Linked DNA regions of Mus musculus: all the other regions are linked to region 3. A link is a contact called in public HiCAR-type and HiChIP or PLAC-seq data. All regions are on one chromosome and are shown on one strand. Each heading gives the region's core, a stretch centred on a gene start, on an enhancer-like site or on the middle of the called end of the contact. The rest is flanking DNA. Distances are from core to core; before and after follow the strand shown. Region 1 overlaps 4933425B07Rik (RIKEN cDNA 4933425B07 gene). Region 2 holds the start of 4933425B07Rik (RIKEN cDNA 4933425B07 gene). Region 3 holds the start of Bmp4 (bone morphogenetic protein 4). Region 4 has its middle 39 kb from the start of Gm34499.

Region 1 (2,709 bases), core at 93-2,592, 210 kb after region 3:
GATCATTGTATCTGCCACAACATCAACCTGCTCTTAAACAGTAGCACCGGTGAAATTTCTGAGCTGCTGGAATGTGCTCCCAAATGATGTGTTCTGGTTGAAATAAGTGCAGAAAGGAAAAATCTCCCTTAGCTCTTCGCAGAACTCAGAGAGGAGCAGCTCTCACTGCATACCGTTCTCCTTAGCACTCACACACTTGGCAGGTACCATCTTGCCAGTTCCTTAAGAGACTTGCTTACAGAGGTTGATACTGGCAGCCGATCCAGACTCCGAGATACAGCTGGGGTCTGATGCCTGCAGAGGGAAGGGAGTCTAGCTGAAGGTCTATAATTTACCTGTCTGATACCAGATCCCAGTGAAGGCTTCATTCACCCTCCAGAGCAGCTTCGTGATGGGGGCCCAGCCTTGGGGTGGGGGGCTATCTACCCTCATTTTAAGGCCTTGTAGTCATTTCCTCGCTAGTGTGAGGGAAGGTTTTGTACAGTTATAAAAGAATAGAACACTCTCCTCTTAGTTCCTAATATATTATGTCCTCCCCTGCCGAGTCCCGGGACTTAGTCTGGATTTGGTAACTAAAGTAATATAAATGTTAGCTAAGAAGCATTCCCGCAATATGGTTCCAATTTAGGCTTGTTTTGAAGTCTAAAGGCCCAATATGTCTCGTAGATTCTTCGCTGGACATTAGCGTTAATGTAATTTGCGGAGGAGCACAGGCCAGTGAAGAAGGGAGGCCCTAGCCCTCTTTGGATGGGATCTGGGCCTTTCCCATGGCCAGGAGTTGCCTGTGCTTGCCTAGAGTACCCTAGGTCTCGGGGTTCACTCTGGAAATTGCCCTATACTTGAGAGAGTGATAGAAGAAGCATATGGGTGCAGTATCCTGTTCCCAGAGACCTTGCCCTGACTCTGCAAAGGAACATTCCCAGGCCAAGGCAAGCCTCCCTCTGCAAGCTGTTTGCACTTTACTTCAATAACGGCTCTCCCCTAGTTTCACGCATGCCTTTTCAGAGTCAAGCTAGGCACCCCCTTGCGGGGGCGCCCACGAGGACCCCGCAGGCCAGCTCACACCCCCTTCCTAGGTGCCCCCACCCCTGCATTCCCCGTAATGAGCATCCCCCCACCCCCTTGGAACTGCCTGCCCTTTATCTTGCTGGGGGGACCCGCACCTTTTGAACTGCCATCTGTAGATTGTGTTGGTGCAGTGACTTGTTAACTGTGCCATGCTGTGAAGGAAATGGCATGATTTAGATCAAGTGCTCAGGACGGCTGTTCATAAGAAACACTTGAGCCAAGCTGTTGCTGCTCGGAGCGTGCCCTGGGGAGACGGGTTCCGTTTTGGGTCACGGTCCTGCCTTGTATGAGGGCAGGCGCAAAGCAATCCCGGACTTCACTGGGGCTGCAGGGAGGGGGGAGGGGAAGGGCATTATGAACCATGAAGCTGCCAAATTAACTTCTCACCCTTTCAACCACACTCCAGAGAATAAAAGCTGAACATGTCTGCCTCAGAACCAGGCTCGGTTTATGCCAAACAAGTTCTTTCTCTAATTTATCAGCCCAGCTAGCTATCCTAATTACGGGAAATTTCTGCTGTTTATGCAACCTCTTTCTGAAGAGGTACAATGAATAACCAGCTGGGAAATGGCTCGTGGGGAGTTTTGTGAACTGGGACTTCACCCCAAAACTACCTATCAAAGAAAATAAAAATAAACTGCTTCTGGTTCTGACGGACCAAAAAAAAAAAAAAAATTGAATGGAGGAACCACGGCAGGTAAACGTAGGTCATTAAGTCCTCTGAAATGGCAAGTATCTATATGTGAAATCTAATTAGAGACAAAGGTGAGGCCAAGACAGTGTTATAAAAAGGGAGCCTTTGGCTTCATTCATCAACTCTCAGGCTAATTCCACGGACACCCATTTGTCCATTATATGGAAATAAATGATTAGGGTCATTCTCTAAGACAAATTTACTTTTCTGCACACTCTAAATCTGTTTAGTCAGTTTAAAGGTGTCAATTATTGGAACAGGCTAAGACTATGAATTTCTTAGTAATAGCTTTAATAACGTTTTGAAATGAAAAGCAGATACCTTGAAATCAGCCTGCTTTGAAAAGACCTATGAGGGGCTCTGGTTTTCATTTGTGTGGCGTTCTACATCTGGAATCCCTTATAATTAAAACTAAAAACCGAACTACTACTTCCACCTGTCAAATGATGAAAAGATGGATGCACTAATAAGTTACTAAATAGCCCAACATGATCGAGTTTACATTGGAGTCCGCTACAGTAAAACAGAACTCTGGACAGGAGGCTAAAGGTCTCGGTCATTACTAATAACACTCTCGGCATTAGCCTGTGCGTCCTGCTGTAACTACTGGCGGGGTCTCTTAAAATAAGAGTGGCTTGTTGGGAAGTCTTTGTTTAAAAAGGAAACATAAACTTCAGAAAAGAATATTTAAAACACATAAACTGACCAGACTTTGCTTCCCAAAGTTTGTTTGCAACACTTCTGAAACTCTTTTTTCCGGGGCTTCTTATAGCAATGCCATGCAGCTGCTAAATTTGGTACGCACAAATGTCTACCAAACATTCGTGTTGAAACAAACAAACAAACAAACAAACAAACAACCCACCCTTGTGCCAGCCCTGGAGATATGGCACTGAGTAAATATGTACCTTTCTTTGTATGTAATGTAGAAATAGAAAAGCATGCAA
Region 2 (3,014 bases), core at 161-2,660, 250 kb after region 3:
CCTGGGCCACATCGAAATATGGGCAGAACTGAGCAGATGTCAGATCTGGAGGCAAGACTGTGGGAGACTGCAAGCTAAAGGAGGGTAAGAGGACAAGCCAACAGGGTCCACTGAGACCCAAGAAGGCTCAGAGCCATGGAGACCTCATGAGTAAGCCAGGGGGTTCAGGCAGTCTCTCTGTGCCTGCAGTAGGCCCATGGATGCTGCAAGTAAAGGTCACTCCCACCCAGAGCCAACCTTAAACAGAGTCAGGTCTGGAGTCTTAGAAAACTAGCCTTGGGGGGCTGGGGACGGGGTGGGGAAACATATGCTACACATACTAGAAACCTCTTGAGCAAAGGAGACCTGTCTCCACCCTCCTGGCCAATGAGAAGACTGCTTTCTAGGGGTATCTTTGAGGCTGAGGAGGTCTGGGCACCTGTCATACATTAGGTGGAGAGTAGGGAAGGGCTGAGTCATGCTGGGAGGCCAAACCTTCCCATCACTCCCTGCCCTGTCCTCCTTCTCCCCCACTGGAATGACTCAGAGGAACAGCTAAGGTGACTCAGAGAGAAAGCCTTCCCAGTTCCCAAGAAAACACGCACTCGGCCAACAACGAGGTGTATTTCCTTGTGGCTGTGTTATTTTAATGGCAAATGTGTCTCCATAACGGAGCCAACATCCTAGCCAAACTACTCTGGGCCAAACCACGCTGGGTCACACGGCAGGCCACTTTTAGTGGGGAGTGACTGTTTACAATAAATCCAGGCAGGCCTTAAAATGTCAATTTATTCTTCCTAAAAGCTGAACCACACCATGAGAAATGATTGAATCCATCAAGGGACTCCAAGACTCATTATTTTAAGTGGGACGACCAGTTATGAGGGATGTTAGCAGCTGGAGCCCTAGGGAAAGGCTTGTGTGACTGTGGGGAGGCCAGGGTGCCAAGACCCAGAGGTGGATGCTGCCCAATTCTTTCTTCATTTGTCCTCCTTTCTCTGATTCTTGGCTTTGGACTGCTGTGTACAACACTGCCTCTAACACCTCTCCTGGATGTGGAGTTAGGAGATGAAATATCCACTGTTGTTGTTCTAGGTCGCCAAACACAACATAGGTGACGGCTCAAAACTACCTGCAGAGATGTTTCCTTTATGGTCACTCTAACTCTCCTCCTCATCTTCCTCCTCCTCCTCCTCCTCCTCCTCCTCCTCCTCCTCTTCCCATACCCACTGCCCAAGTTTCAGAATCTCTATTAACAGGAGAGGCATCGGAAGGCTTCCAGACATCTTCCTTCCTACTGGCTTACCTTGGTCAAGACTCTAAAGAGAATGATATGGCAATTTCTATTTTCTGTCCCCTCCTTGTCCTCAACCCTGTTAGCATCGGAAGCTGTTTACAGCCAGCCTCTGAATCTATCGATGACATCATCCCTAGGCGACAAGGACCCTCATGCATCTGTTGCCATAGCAACTGGCACACACCTCCTGCACATGCATCACCTTTGTTACCTACATCACGGCCCAGATAAAGGACACAAACCCCAGTCCATAGCCCTCCTCTCTCTCTCTCTCTCTCTCCTCCCCCCCCCTCTCTCTCTTTCTCACTTCCCCTCTTTAAAGAAAGACCTCCCAAAGTGAGAAATGTGCTGGTGTGGCATGATCTGTCCAGGAATATACCACTTTTCAACTAACAAACCCAACGTTAGGTGACTACAAATAACTTCCTTGAAGCTTCCTCCCTCTTTGTCCTTTAGAGAGTCCTTCAGTGCCATCCTACAGATTAATTCACACCGGTCAGTAGGGTCTGGGTAACTTACTGGCCATCTGCACCAGTCTCTTAGGTGGTGACAGAGAGAAGAAACCCTTGTCTGAAAAAAATATTCTCTGGTAAAAAGACAGTGTCTGTTAGAGTGGGGTCCTGAGGAGTCCCCAAGTTCTTACCTGGTATTATAAAAGTGCCTGGAGCTGGGGAGGGGCTGACAGAGGAGTCTGGCAGGCTGAAGGGCCACACATTCAGTCTCTGGGCAATACAAGGCCTCAGTTATCATCTTGTGAGGATGCAGGCCCCTCGTGAGCCTCTAGCCATCCCAGAGGGTCTAGACAGAGAACTCGTCTCAGTCTTCCTTACTCCAGTATATTTTTAAGTAGGCAATCTCAACATGCATAGGTTAGCTACTGAAAAATATGCCAGCATAGGGCTGCAGAGATGGATCGTTGGGTAAACTGGTTGGCAGGAAATACGAAAAACAGTTGGGATCCCCAGCATCCGTGGGAATGCTAGGGAGGCATAGCAGCCTACTATCTACTCCAGTGCTCTAGGGATGGAGAGAGGATCCCTGGGTCACACTGGCTAGCTGGACTAGCAGGCTCATCAGGTTGTAGGATCAATGTGGGACCCAGCTTTAATATATAAGGTGGAAAACAATCAGGGAAGGTACCTCTGATCTAAACCACACACACACACACACACACACACCAAAGTAATTAAATAGTCCTCATTAGCAAGTTGCAATTGCTTTTAGCTTTTCCTTGACCCTGCTATGTGAAGAATCAAAATGACCCACACTAATGTTTGCTAATATCAGGAAGATGTAAAGTGGTTTTAGTCTGTGGAGTTGGGGGTCCTCTCCCCAAGGGACCAGGTAGACAAGGTCAGCCTCTAAGCACCAGACAGCTCCTGGTTTGCGGGGTCCTGTAAATCTGCCGACAAATGAAATGGAACTCCTGTTCTTCCCCTGACCTGTACACCTACCTCCAGAACGAACTCTCAGACAGCCTGACACTCGTGACAACATCAGGTGCCACTCCAAAATTCTACTTGAACTCACTGCCGTGGTGCATGTTCCACTCTGGTCTAGATCTCACTCGGACAAGTGTGTGCCTCAAAGGCCATGCCTGTATTTGAGAAGTTGGAGAGGTTAAGTATCTAAATACTGAAGGCCATGTCTTCAATTTACAGAAATTCCTGATCACAGAAACATTTTTCACTCTAGTACTTCAGCCCCAGACTGGAAGTTGTGGAGTCTGTCTGGGAGC
Region 3 (2,895 bases), core at 23-2,522:
CTCGGTTTGCCAAATATGACCCTGCTAGTGATTCAACATCTCACAAAACCTTCAGTTCATAAACCAGGATACTAAAAAAACTATCAACCAAAGCCGTGGCGGGAAACCTTCTGAGTCCCCGGGGCCCAACTCCACTGCGTGTAAGGACCCCGCAATTCCCGAACCCTTTGGAGTATCGCAAGCTCCTCATTAGCCCTGCTGGCATGTCCGCACAGACACAGCATGGCAGAAGACCCGCACAGGTAGCCTTTCGGCATCCTGGCCACGGTCCGTCGAACCTTACACCCCTTCCCAGGGAGGGGAGAGTACCAGAAGGCAGAATGCATGGGTGCCCATGTCTAAGAAAATAGCTCCTGGAGATGGGAGCGAGTTCTGTACCTACAGTTCGCTAGCTCTCAGGGGCTGGGAGGGGGTGCGTTGGGGACAAGATTAGGTGACACCCCGCTCAAGGAAGCCTCTCTATCCCGGGTCGCGCTTTAGAGCAAAGCAGGACTACAGCCTCTTTTGCAAAGCTAGCTCTGGCTAGGTTCTCTCTCCTAATGAAGCAGTCCTCAGTCCCCCACTGGTGTTGAAACTTAGAGTTGACTCCCTCCTCTCCCACTCTTATAGTCTAAGTGGAAGCAAACCCACCAAACCCCACAGTTCTTCCCAATGACCTCTCTTCCAAGGCCTTCTCTCCTTCCCGCCTCTCCTGGCCCGCACCTCCCTAAAGTAGGTTGGATAGACGCAGTAACATATATGGAGGTGCCTTTTAGCCTCCATCATCCCACCTCCAACACTGTTGGAGAAGGAAGGAGGAATAGGCCAACTTTTGCCTCGGTTACAGCCTGAGCCCCATCCCCAGCTTCTACTACGGGTGCACCTCGAATCCTCAGAATAGCGCCCCTCTCCAGGTTGCCCTGCTCACCATTGGTTCCTGCAGAAGCGGGCTCGCCAGCAGCTGCTTCTGGGGACCTCTAGAAAGCTGCAATGAACCTGGTCGAGGGCCAGAGACTGGATCGCTGCAGGCTCCAAGACGGTTTAGACGAGAATCCCATCAGGGACGGAGACCAGATACTCAGGCTGGGTTGCAGCGCAGCGGCGTCTTAGGCTGGGGTCTCTCAGCTCGGATGCCGAACTCACCTAGCTTCCGGGCCAGGCCTCGCGCTCTTGCCTTCCCACCCTCCAGCACCACCCTCTCACATCTACTCCTTCCTTCTCTTTTCCCTCCCTCTCTTTCTTCCCTTCCTCCCCAGTCTTTCCCCCCAGCGGCCCCTCCCTTCTTCCCTCCTCCCTTAATCGCCTCCCCTTCTGGGGATGGGAGCCCCGCCCACATCCTCCCATCCAGCCACGGGGCCTCGCCTCGCCTGGCAAGGCCCGGGTCCGGAAGATTGCACAGCTCCCCAGCCCTCAGTTGCCACCTTGGCTGGGACCGATGCCTCCAGCTCGGGAAGCAGCCGGGGCTCACCTGGGGACCACGTGCAAGAGGTACTAGAAAGCATGCACCAACTAGTCTCTGTACCTTCCAAAAATACCCATGGGAGTCTGGGCTTCCCTGAGTTTAGAATAACTGCTGCCCAAACTGATGATTAAAACACTGAGTAATCACCATTTACCCCGAGTAATTAGAGATAATGAAACACCTCTAAAATCAGGTTATGGAGAAGGGAGCTGTTGGATTGGTTTAAAGGGTGGCCTTCCGTAAACTGTTAAAGGATTCCCAAACGTTGAAACAGGCTGTGAGCAGGGCTGTGTGCCCGAAGGAGATACCTCTTCAACTATTAGGAGGTGACTTTCCCCCCAAAAAAGTTTTTGTGAGATGTTTCTTGTGGACATTTGAGAATTGCACCAACCCCCCTTAAACTGGGTGCCCTCCATCGATCCCCCAGGTCTAACATTTCAAGTGCACAGAGGTAGTTTGCAGGCACTTGGCAGGCAAACAGGCCTAGGCCTTGTAAGACAATTAGAAAATCCTATTTATATCTCTGAAGCCTTCTTAACTGCCAGATGGTTATTTTGTTTGTTTGTTTGTTTGTTTGGGACCTTCCAGGAAGGTAACACAGTGCCTTTTAGGCCATGTAGAGAAAAAAACAAAGTGCCCTTTGGCCCCTTTTTAAAAGAAGGGAGATGAGGAATTGAGTCTTTCATAACAACAGTAAGAACAAGAGTTGGTAATCATGCTAGCTGGGAGGTGGAATGTGGCCGGCTTTTAAACCTTCCCAAACAGGAGCTAATTTCACACCCTGCCTCTGATGGAGCTGGGAAGGAACTATCAGCTTCATCTTTGTTTTTACAAACGAGGATGGGGAAGGTGAGCCAGGCTAAGAGTATTTGCCCAGAGCGCTGAAGGAAATCACAGCCTCTGCTAAAGGGAAAGCTGCAGGGAAGGGGTGAGGCCAGCAGCCCAGAGCTTCAGGTAGCTCTCAAAGGGCTGGAAGATAGCAATTTCCGGTTCTTGGTTTCTGGGGTGGGTGTTATACTCCCTTGTCACCACAAAGCAGTCTTGACCTAGGGCCGCTCATCTGACCTTTGTACTTACACACCTTCAGAATTTAAAAAAAAAAAAACAGGAACGAGTTCCTGTATTCTACTGGCCAGAGACAAAGGGTGAGAAGGAATGTCAGGTTGGAAGGAGTGTTAGAGGCTGAGCACAACATCCTGACCATCCCCAGCCTGGAGCACACTGTATGCCCCTGACTAAGTCCTTTCATTCCAATGGGTACCACCTCTCTCATCCAGAACAGAAAGATCAGCTCAGGTCTCCATGAGCCCTTTCTATTAGAAGACGATTGATTCCCTGCGTCACTGTCACTTTAGTGAAGTCACATTGGAAACATACCTTCTTTCATTTGAAATCGTTTCTAAGTACACCTTCTCTTTTAATCTCCGATTAATCAAGGTATGGCAATAACACCA
Region 4 (2,740 bases), core at 73-2,572, 130 kb before region 3:
AGGCTGGAGAGAGAACTACCAGGTACTTGGAAACCTAGGCTACACATCACCTGAAGTGAGAAAGAGAAAGGTAAAAACCAGAGAAAAGAGCATCTGAAATCTGCCTGGAGTCCCCAGCTGCACAAGTGGCTTTGAGGTCAAGCTCTATATCCGTTCTTCTGGCTCCTCCAGATCCTTCACTGGAGGGGAGCTCCGGAGGCACCAGAGGGTGTGCACTTGCATCTTGCACACATGGGTTTCCAAAGCACTCATTCACTAAATACCAGGTGACTGGGCTCCTACAGACCTGCAGCCCAGGCTTGTCTCCAGAGCTCTGTGGCAAGCTATTGCTCTTCCTCACTAAGACTAAGTTTCCCCATCTGTCAAGTGGAAATGTAAATGCCATCTAGCTACATTCTTGTTTGATAGACAAAGAATAATCTACATATGTAGTATGCACTCAGCTAATACAAAACAAAACAAACAAACAAAAATCAAGCAATGGGCTCTTGAAGAACTCACCAATAGGAACAAATAAAAACAAAGTGATGATATGTCAGAGAGGGACCGTCTAAGAACACAAGCCAAAGGCTGGGCTTGCTAGTCCCTTCTCTCCTGCTTGCTAACACCAGCTGGCAATAAGAAAGGTCTTCAGTAGAATGTGCCATTTGCCTCTTTGCTGACCTCTCATTCCTTAACCCTGATTCCTGGTATCCCCTTTGGTCTGAAAGCGTGGCTTCACTCCAGAGATTTCTTGGTGCTGCCATGGCTCATCCAACTACAATCGCCCTTGCTGACCACTGTCCATGGGGCAGGCTTCATTAACGTTCACTCAAAAGACCCTAGGAAGTGAAATGCAGCCGAATGTTGGGGACCTTAACCTTAACTTAATCTTGAGTGATATGACTTAGCCAGCATATCATTGCCACATCCACCAGGGAACAAACTATATTGCTGCTAAGTGGTCAGAATCAGCCAGTGAGGCACCCACTAGGCTTCCACTGCACATAGATGAGCCATGGCAGCACCAAGAAATCTCTGGAGTGAAGCCACGCTTTCAGACCAAAGGGGATACCAGGAATCAGGGGTAAGGAATGAGAGGTCAGCAAAGAGGCGAATGGCACATTCTACTGAAGACCTTTCTTATTGCCAGCTGGTGTTAGCAAGCAGGAGAGAAGAGACTAGCAAGGTATTACACACACACACACACACACACACACACACACACACACACACACACTTCTGAAAGTGGGGAAATCAGCATAGCACTGTCTCAGGCTGTGGTCATGATTTTCTGTTAATATTAAGTGAAAGTGTTCCATAGTTCTCTTGACCGAGATGGGTAAGGTTCAAACTCCACTAACACAGAAACCAGGGCTCCGAAAGGGCTAGTCAGACTAAGGAGGCTGGAATGAACACAGCATGGTTTCTCCTAGCTAGCAACCAGCCCCTTTTCCTTGCCAGTACCCCCGATTTCTATGTAAACAGTACTCTGTGCCTCCCCTCACCTAAGTCCTGAAAGGCTGGATTTCATTTGCATATTTGAAGGACACAAAGGTGCCAGGCTTCTGCAGTTAGCAGATTCCAAACCTCCAGTGAGAGGTGAGAGTCACTGGCTCAGGGACCACAAGTGATCCCAGTTGGACCATTCTGATCAAGAGCTGGAGACTGAGTGATTGAACTAAGAAAAGGAGGGAGGGAGGGAGGAAGGGGGTCTGCTGGGATTGAATTTGCCAGGAAAGCATTAGGCACAACCCACTTTGTGAAGAAAGTTAGAATCCTTAATGTCAGTCTGGATCCTTCAACATTCAAAGGCCCACTCCTAAACTTGACCTGTGAACAAGTCAATGATTCTTCTTTTCACTCATGTAAATTAAGACATTTGCTACTCAAGAGAAAGATGCTGCCTAAGTAAGAGACATGTGTAGATAAAAGACCACAGATACTGCTACCAACTCACACCTAGAGCAAACAGATTTTGTGACTATAAGTAACAGGAGATTTGGGTGAGAGAGAGAAGATGGTTCCTGTTGGCGTTTTTGTCTAAGCTCTGCCCCACAATTACCTGGCAATGACCAGGTATGCCTGACTCACTATAAAAAGGGTTGCTTGTCTCCTCCTCTCTCTCTTGCTCTTTCCTTCTTGTTCCTGCTCTGTCCTCTCGCCCCTTCCCCCCTTTCTTCCCTTTCCCCTCCTTCTCTCTCTCCACTTGCTCATGCCCAGTTTCTTCCTCTCCTCTCCTCTCCTCTCCCCTCTCCTCTCCCCCCCTCTGCCTTTCTCTGTCTCTTATTACCCTCTCAACTCCTCTCTCCATGCCCTGAATAAACTATTCTATACTCTATGATCTGCCCTGAGGCTGGTCCCTCAGGGCCAAGGGATGCCTCAGCATGGGTCTGCAGAGGCTCCCCTTCCCCCACACCTGACTGTACATCTACCAATCATATTCCCTCTCTCTTTATCTTTTTATAAACACAACAGCTCTCAATTCATGACCAGAACAAATGACGGATTGAGAAGGAAATTAAAACAAAAAACAAAACAAAACAAACAAACAAACAAAAACCCACCTCACTATTGGGGGCTTTAACAATGAGGATACTCACCAGACGAGAATGGTATTGGAATGTAGACTCTCTGAAAAATAGCCTGAATGTGAGAACAGAGGACAAGAAAATAAATGTGTCCCTGAAGTGAAGAGGAGAGAGTTAGAAGGAACTCAATTCCCACAGATAAGAAAAGTGAGGTAGGATTTAAACAGCAT

What was found. HiCAR-type assays count read pairs that join an accessible place to other places. HiChIP or PLAC-seq counts read pairs in DNA pulled down with a chosen protein or histone mark.
Region 1: a contact with region 3 is called in an H3K4me3 HiChIP or PLAC-seq map of embryonic limb bud, with 4 times the contacts expected there. The contact joins the enhancer-like site here to the promoter of Bmp4 in region 3. A contact is called at or near these places in 7 of 39 promoter capture datasets (the 3T3-L1 cell line, cranial neural crest, epiblast stem cells and 4 more), 1 of 484 Hi-C or Micro-C datasets (liver), 3 of 115 datasets of contacts at active chromatin or transcription factors (craniofacial prominence, embryonic limb bud and forebrain) and 4 of 9 other capture datasets (adipose tissue, embryonic tail, embryonic trunk and 1 more).
Region 2: a FOXA1 HiChIP or PLAC-seq map of pancreatic cancer cells shows a contact between it and region 3. The contact joins the promoter of 4933425B07Rik here to the promoter of Bmp4 in region 3. A contact is called at or near these places in 2 of 39 promoter capture datasets (cranial neural crest and liver), 4 of 484 Hi-C or Micro-C datasets (muscle stem cells, myocytes, nephron progenitors and 1 more), 8 of 115 datasets of contacts at active chromatin or transcription factors (a colorectal cancer cell line, embryonic limb bud, embryonic stem cells and 4 more) and 1 of 9 other capture datasets (adipose tissue).
Region 4: a HiCAR-type map of kidney shows a contact between it and region 3, with 2.8 times the contacts expected there. The contact joins the enhancer-like site here to the promoter of Bmp4 in region 3. A contact is called at or near these places in 6 of 39 promoter capture datasets (the 3T3-L1 cell line, frontonasal cranial neural crest, liver and 2 more), 1 of 15 datasets of contacts at CTCF or cohesin (large pre-B cells), 4 of 484 Hi-C or Micro-C datasets (the HL-1 cell line, embryonic stem cells and liver), 3 of 115 datasets of contacts at active chromatin or transcription factors (kidney, large pre-B cells and pancreatic cancer cells) and 2 of 9 other capture datasets (liver and pancreatic islet).

The regions. Positions count from the first base shown.
Region 1 is chr14:46,604,024-46,606,732 of GRCm38.p6, forward strand. It overlaps 4933425B07Rik (RIKEN cDNA 4933425B07 gene), which reads right to left. Exons shown (of 5, transcript NR_046460.1): 4 at 1,164-1,220; 5 at 1-294. Among named protein-coding and RNA genes, the nearest start is that of Gm41146, 21 kb to the right of the region's middle. Within about 2 kb of position 1,343, at least 21 of the 459 cell types and tissues checked have an H3K27ac peak or open chromatin away from gene starts, as enhancers often do. A contact at or near this core is called in embryonic limb bud, liver and second pharyngeal arch cranial neural crest, where this site is marked.
Region 2 is chr14:46,636,013-46,639,026 of GRCm38.p6, forward strand. It overlaps 4933425B07Rik (RIKEN cDNA 4933425B07 gene), which reads right to left and starts at 1,411. Exons shown (of 5, transcript NR_046460.1): 1 at 1,286-1,411.
Region 3 is chr14:46,389,397-46,392,291 of GRCm38.p6, forward strand. Bmp4 (bone morphogenetic protein 4) reads right to left here and starts at 1,273. Exons shown (of 4, transcript NM_007554.3): 1 at 908-1,273. RefSeq lists promoters at 1-905, 956-2,895, 956-2,362.
Region 4 is chr14:46,259,204-46,261,943 of GRCm38.p6, forward strand. No RefSeq gene overlaps it. Among named protein-coding and RNA genes, the nearest start is that of Gm34499, 39 kb to the left of the region's middle. Within about 2 kb of position 1,323, at least 8 of the 459 cell types and tissues checked have an H3K27ac peak or open chromatin away from gene starts, as enhancers often do. A contact at or near this core is called in kidney and liver, where this site is marked.